Linked DNA regions of Capra hircus: region 2 is linked to region 1. A link is a contact called in public Hi-C data. All regions are on one chromosome and are shown on one strand. The core of a region is the stretch at or near the end of the contact, and the rest is flanking DNA. Distances in the headings are between cores, read along the strand shown. Region 1 has its middle 170 kb from the start of FOXN2. Region 2 holds the start of PPP1R21 (protein phosphatase 1 regulatory subunit 21).

Region 1 (3,200 bases), core at 511-3,010:
GCTAATATCTAATGAATAGGGTATTTTCATAATGAACGAGTGTCTTGAAAACCAGTTTATTCTCCAAATCAAGATACATCTGGTTTACTCATTGTAACACCCTTGCTTTTTTAAAAAAATGAGTTGTGTTTGCCTTGTAAAAATAAAATAAATGCAATTAACAACACCCATATGCTCAATGCAATAAGCATACGACTAGTAAGTTTTAAAACTTCTGGGATGGGTTTCTAGTGATTACAATAGGTCATAAAAGCGGGTGAGAGAAACTAGTTTTCCAGGTTAGGGTATCTACCATCTACTGGCATCTATGACACTTTGGAGTAAGACAGTAATCATCTAGGAAGAAATTACTACCGTTGACTCATCAATCCATGAACTTGCCACTAATTACAGTGCCTCAGTTTCCCTATTTTATAAAATGAAGTTGTCACCTGCCTGCCTCTCTGGAGTGTTTGGAAAACCCAAGGAGATAATAACCTGAGTGTTTTTAAAAAACAGAATACAAATGCTGAATAATAATAATAACAGGGAGTCTTTAATAACAGGGGTCCTTTAACAATACTCATCAAGCATAATGACATTACTAACCAGTAGGAACAGGACTCTGTCTTGCTAATCATTAGTTTGTATCATGGGAAATTGGTGGGGGATTGGCATCTCCTTCAGGTTGGTTTTGGCGCCTCCGGAGGCAGAGCCCTTAGGAAAGCTGGTCTCTCCAGCCAACACGAATGCCTTTAGAAAGACATCGTGCATGCAGGTGAGCAAGGAGGGGACAGGCGCCTCAGAGTTCAACTCCTTGTCCACGGATTTAAAATTTTCCATTCCTAGGTGGTTGGGGGAAAGAAGGAACAGTACTTTTGAGACCTAAAAAAGTTACAGGCGGGCTGGTCTGGCCGATGGGCCACAGTGGCCACCCAATCCTGCCACAAGATGGCGACAATCCAGCTGGAAACACCTGCCCGGGCCGGCCCTGTGGGTTTCCAGGCGGGGAAGGGCTTCCTGCCTCAGACACAAAGAAGGGATCCTTGGAGCTGGGAAAGGGGCGTTTGGGCGCTCGCAGAGCGGGGATTGGGAGTCTTTGCCGCGAGAAAGTATGCCCGGGGAAGTAGGGCGGCTACCTTCTTACTCTCATAGGTTTCAACTTTACAGGACTTGAAAAGCTCGAGGGGAATTTATGCAAAAAGCACCCGAGAAATTCCAGGTTTGACCCCCTCCATCTGCCTAGAGGACCGTCCAGATGCTTCCCGTACCGGCGACATTCCCGGGATTCCGGCAGGGGGAGCGGGTGCTTCCCCGGGCGGGGCGCGTTCAGCCTGGCCCGGGACCCGCTGGGAGAGAGGCTGGGACCCGGCGCGCCCCGTCCCTGGAGCCCCGGTGCTTTGAGGCGTGAGACTTCAGACTTGAGCCCCCGCGAGGGATGCGCTTGTTGTTGTTATTGTTTAGACGTGCTCCTAAGCTCCAAATCCGGGCAGCAGCCACAAAAGGCGCCCCCCCTCTTTCGCGGCACATTTTGCCTGGGAAAAGGTCTGCGGGGCTTCCGGGGGTTGACGGCGGGGGTTCTCTTTGTTTTCTTTTCTTTTGTTTTGTTTTGAATGCAAGGAACCGCCACACCCGCGTTTGTCTCAGTCGGGAGTAAACTTGCTTTGAAACGTAGAGCTGTTAGAAAACACACAGATTCCCATCTCCTAGTGGCCCTGAGGTACCCTATGCTGTGTATGAGGGCTGCCGAAACTGGACCTGGCCAGCCTGGCTTCCACTTCCAATCTTTAGCCTGACTGAGGGAGCCGCAGGCAGATCCCTGTTCCTCCAGTCCGGGGGTTGGCCAGCGCTGGGAAGCAGAAGGGGAAGCCCAGAACAATGGGGTCACTGGCCTCAATTGGCCATTTATCTGCCCACCCTTCTGGGGTCTGGGGTGAAAGAGAGCTTTGATTGAATTTGTGCCACAAACAATTGATTGCCTTATTTAAGCCTATTTACCGTGTTTAAACGGCAATGGCACCCCACTCCAATACTCTTGCCTGGAAAATCCCATGGACGGAGGGGTCTGGTAGGCTGCAGTCCATGGGGTCGCTAAGAGTCGGACAGGACTGAGCGACTTCACTTTCACTTTTCACTTTCATGCATTGGATAAGGAAATGGCAACCCACTCCAGTGTTCTTGCCTGGAGAATCCCAGGGACAGGGGAGCCTGGTGGGCTGCCATCTCTGGGGTCGCACAGAGTCGGACACGACTGAAGCAACTTAGCAGTAGTAGCAGCAGCAAACCAAGGTTGTGTACTCCTCTGTCCATAGAATTCTCCAGGCGAGACTCCAGGCAAGAATATTGGAGTGGGTAGTCATTCCCTTCTCCAAGAGATCTTCCAGACCCAGGGATCAAATCTGGGTTTCCTCCTGCATTTCAGGCAGATTCTTTACATTCTGAGCCGCCAGGGAAGCCCATTTAAGCCTTATACACTATTATTATCTTCATTTTACAGAGGAGGAAACCAAGGTTTAGAGATGTTGAGTGATTTGTTTGCCCAAGGCCACACAAGTCTTAAAGAGTGGGGCTGGGATTTGAATACAGATCCTTTCTGCTAAGCATCAGGTTGTAGTACCTCCTTCGGGTAGCTCCCACAGCAGCACTGGGAGACAACAGGGTCAAGTATAAAGACATACATGATGCTGTGATGGTGCTTACATCTTCTTGCCTTTAAATGTGTGCTGGGCTAGTCTGGCCTGTGTCTTTCCTTCCTTCCACAATCACTTGTGTGTGTCGCTTCGTCGCTCAGTCGTGTCTAACTCGTTACCCATGGACTGTAGCTCACCAGGCTTCTCTGTTCCTGTGCTTCTCCAGGCAAGAATACTGGAATTGGTTGCCATTTCCCTTCTCCAGGTAAATTCAGATAGTAAAGAATCCCGCAATGCCGGAGACCTGGGTTTGATCCCTGGGTTGGGAAGATCCCCTAGAGAAGGGAATGGCTACCCACTGCAGTATTCTTGCCTGGAGAATTCCATGGACGGAAGTCTGGCCGGCTACAGTCCATGGGTCGCAAAGAGCCGGACATAACTGAGGGACTTTCACTTTCACTTTCTTGAGGGGATTTTCCAGACCCAAGGATTGAACCAAGGTCTCCTGCTGTGAAGGCAGATTCTTTACCTTCTGAGCTAGCAGGGACGCCCCTGCAATTGCTTACTGAGTGCATATTGTACACCAAGGAT
Region 2 (3,531 bases), core at 221-2,720, 270 kb after region 1:
ATTCTGCAAGTTTGCTGGATAGTAGGGCTTGGCTGTTAGTCAACTGAAAAGTATAAACAACATTTTTAAAAGTTTGTAATCCTTTCCTTACATTACAGTGGCTGAAAAGTGCATATACCAGCTCATGCTTTCACTTTAAAATTCCAGGCATACTCATAGTCGAATGTCAAAAAGGAAAATAGGAGGTGTTTTTTTAATCATGGAAAATAACAAACGTTTTAAAATAACAATATAACTAACATCCCTTTCCCTATTACCTGGATAATAAACGTTAACTTCCAGTCACATTCACTTCAAAAAATTAAATAAAAATAAAATGTATGCTTCTTTGTTCTTTTTCATTCCCCTTTCTTCGTTTTCTCACTAGAGGCAATCACAAGCCAGAATTAGATGTGTATCCTTCCAGTTCTTGTTTCTCTATTTTTAGTACATGTTCATGTGTCCATGAGCAGCACAAATGTTGCTTTATATTCTTCAAATGTATCTTTTCATGCTCTAGTATACTGCAATTTGCTTTTTACATTTAACAGTGTTTTGTCACGTTGATAGACACAGATTCATTAGTTTTGTTAAACCGCAATGCTTTAATTTATGGCAAGCAAGTATCCTAAATTATTTATTCCTCTATGAACATTTCACTGTTGCAATAAATGCAATGCTTAGAATATCTAACATATAATACGTCCTCAAAACATATTTAATGAGCAAAGAGGCATAAAGTATTTCAGGCAGACTACTATTTGCTTCAATTGTCCAGTTACATGTCGTTAACGTCCACCCTATATGCATGCGTGGCAGGGATCATTCCCTGAAATTTCCTAAAAGCTTTTTACCCAATTCTCTGAGAAAACGCTCTGATGCAGTGCCAGTATGGAGGCAGGGCTGGGCTGGTGGAATGGGTAGAGAATGGATACAAAGACATCCCAACGTCAAAATGTAAGACAAAGAGGTTTGTCTGGGGCATAACAGGGTGACAGCAGCGCGCGTTATAAAAGTGGGGGAAAGTTTACAATGCAGGCCATGTCCGGTGCTACCATATCCGGATAGCAGGGAGTGGAATACAGAGGTCTTTCTCTCCGAGCACCTTCTGAAAGATGTAACCATCAAACGACAGACGGTTGCCATGGGAACCAGTGGGGGAGGACGGTGTGTTCGACCAGAATTCTTCATGCGCTTAGAATGTTTCTTCTTCCGGTCCTCGATTCTTCGCACCACCGCCCCTCTCCGTCGTCCCCCGCCCATTCTGTGGGCTCTTATCATTTTCTTCCCCTTTTAACGCTCTCCTTCCCTGTTCTGGGTCGCCATCTTGGGCCATGCGTCAAGATGGCGCCCCCTGCTCCAGCCAGAGGCAGAGCCCAGGAGGGCCAGCGATCCTGCGCGCGTACGTGCTCGGGCGCGGGAGGGTGGGGCGGTGATGTCAGACGTCGCCCCGCCCCCGGTGGTCGCTCCACCCCTGGCCCCACTCCTCCTTCCTCTCACCCGGCGAACCCGGAAGTGGAGGAGGAGGCGCGGCGGCGGTGGCAGAGCGGCAGGAGCTGGTGGATCCACACCCGGCAGCGTGTCTGGGGTTGGGGGCGGGGGGTGGGGCTGAGTGGCCTGGGCAGTCTGGCCTGGACAGGGCGGGGGAGGCCATGGCCTCGGCAGAGTTGCAGGGGAAGTACCAGAAGCTGGCTCAGGAGTACTCTAAGGTACCCGTCGTATGCGGGGAGTAGGGGGTCCCCGGTCCTGCGGCCGCGGGTTGCCTTGGCAGCGACTTGTCCGGACAGAGGGAGAAGGCGGAGGGGGCACGCGAGCGCGCCCCTCCTGTCTCCGCCTTCTGTATCCACCATTACCGCGCTTCCACCTGCAGTTCCCAGGAGATGGGGCCGGGCGGTGTCTGGTCGGTGTGCGGTTCTGCGGGAAGGAGCAGGAGTTTGATTCTTCCTTCTCATTGAACTAGCGGGCTTGGAGAGGGATGTCAGAAATCCTGGCTTCCGCTTCTGGTGCTGGTCGGGAGGGGCAGGGAAAGGTGAGGACCATCGCTTTCCTGCCGCTTCCTCAATTTCCCAGCCTGGCGATGGGAAGGATCAAGCTTTCTCCTTTCCCACAGGGATGATATGAGGATAAAGAGATTTATCTGCCTCCCACCCCCCCCCCCACACCCCCGCAATTAAATTAAAGTGTGAATAGAGTCATGCGTGTAAAGTACTTCACCAGAAATAGGTGGTTACGAATGGATTCAGTGCTTTGGAAAGACGTTGTCTGAAAATGATTTTGAAAGCTGGAGTGCTAGGGCTATGTCCTTTTCTCTCTTTTTCTTGGGTCACCTGGAGTGGGGCAGAGCACCCAGAAGATGCTCAAGACATGTTGAATTAAGCAAAATACTGACCTTTCCCTTTGTCATATTTATGGCATCAGTCTTTTAACTGGTGGGACCGTTTTCTTGGAAAAGGACGGTGCTGCTTTTCTGTGTAGTGTGGTTCTGCCTCAAGAATATTCTAGGGAAGTTCTAAAAGCAGAATCTTGCATCTTTGGAAATAGATTCAGTAGTCATTAAATTTGGTTTTCAGTGATCTTGGCATTCGAGAGAGCATGGGGAAGCTTAGACTCCTTTTTACTTTGGAGAAACTGAGACACACTTTAAAAAATTTCATATAATGGATATGCAGCAATGTGAAATGCATTGTTTTGTGAAAAATAAAACCTGTGCCTAAACATACACACTTAAGTCTTAAGAATCACATGGAAGCCTTTTGAGATACTATTATTCCAGTGGTGCTACTATTGGCAAGGGCTTCCCCAGTAGCTCAGAAGGTAAAGAATCCACCTGCAATGTGGGAGGCCTGGGTTGGAAGATCTCCTGGAGGAGGGCATGGCAACCCACTCCAGTATCTTCCCTGGAGAATCCCTATGGACAGAGGAGCCTGGTGGGCTACAGTCCAAGGGATCGCAAAGAGTCGGACAGACTGAGGACCCACTGAGGTCTAAGCACGACCGCTGGCAAAGCTTCTGCATTTCCATTTGAATTTGTCTCTAAGAGCCTCTGGCAAGATGTTAGTGATGGCAAGTTTTTATCCTTTGAAGGCATTTTTTGTTTGTTTGAAAGGTCCAGAAATTATTTGGAACAAATCCATGTGATGAAGTGTGGTGGGTAGAGGATGGCAGTCCCGACACTTGGCTCTCCTATTTTGGGGTGAAAATGTTTCATGAGTAAAAAGTAAGGGGATTGATTTTCTTTTCCAGAGAGTAAACAAACTCAGAAGGCAATTCCAAATGGCAGAAGAGAGTTCCAGAAATATGAGCAGTGACCGCACTGCTGAAATAACAGCCTCGCAAAAGTAGTGGAAACTTTGAAAAGATTTTATTCTTTTGACTTTGTAAGCTCTTTTGTTCAGCAGACAGTTGTATGCCACCTGTAAACAGTCTGCCAGGCCCCACTGAGTGAGGCAGAGTTCCACCTTAAGGAGACCCCTTTAATAGAATATTCAAATGTTGTACGTAAAATTAATACAAGACGACAAGTGTTAGATCAGTAGGCGCACAGAAGAAATG

Evidence for each region. Hi-C and Micro-C count contacts between places; a contact is called where the count stands out from the background.
Region 2: a contact with region 1 is called in a Hi-C map of blood, with 6 times the contacts expected there. The contact joins the promoter of PPP1R21 here to the enhancer-like site in region 1. A contact is called at or near these places in 3 of 5 Hi-C or Micro-C datasets (blood and liver).

Annotation. Positions count from the first base shown.
Region 1 is chr11:30,058,896-30,062,095 of ARS1.2, forward strand. No RefSeq gene overlaps it. Among named protein-coding and RNA genes, the nearest start is that of FOXN2, 170 kb to the right of the region's middle. Within about 2 kb of position 1,761, at least 4 of the 5 cell types and tissues checked have an H3K27ac peak or open chromatin away from gene starts, as enhancers often do.
Region 2 is chr11:30,326,901-30,330,431 of ARS1.2, forward strand. PPP1R21 (protein phosphatase 1 regulatory subunit 21) reads left to right here and starts at 1,471. Exons shown (of 22, transcript XM_018055207.1): 1 at 1,471-1,688. The coding sequence starts at 1,632.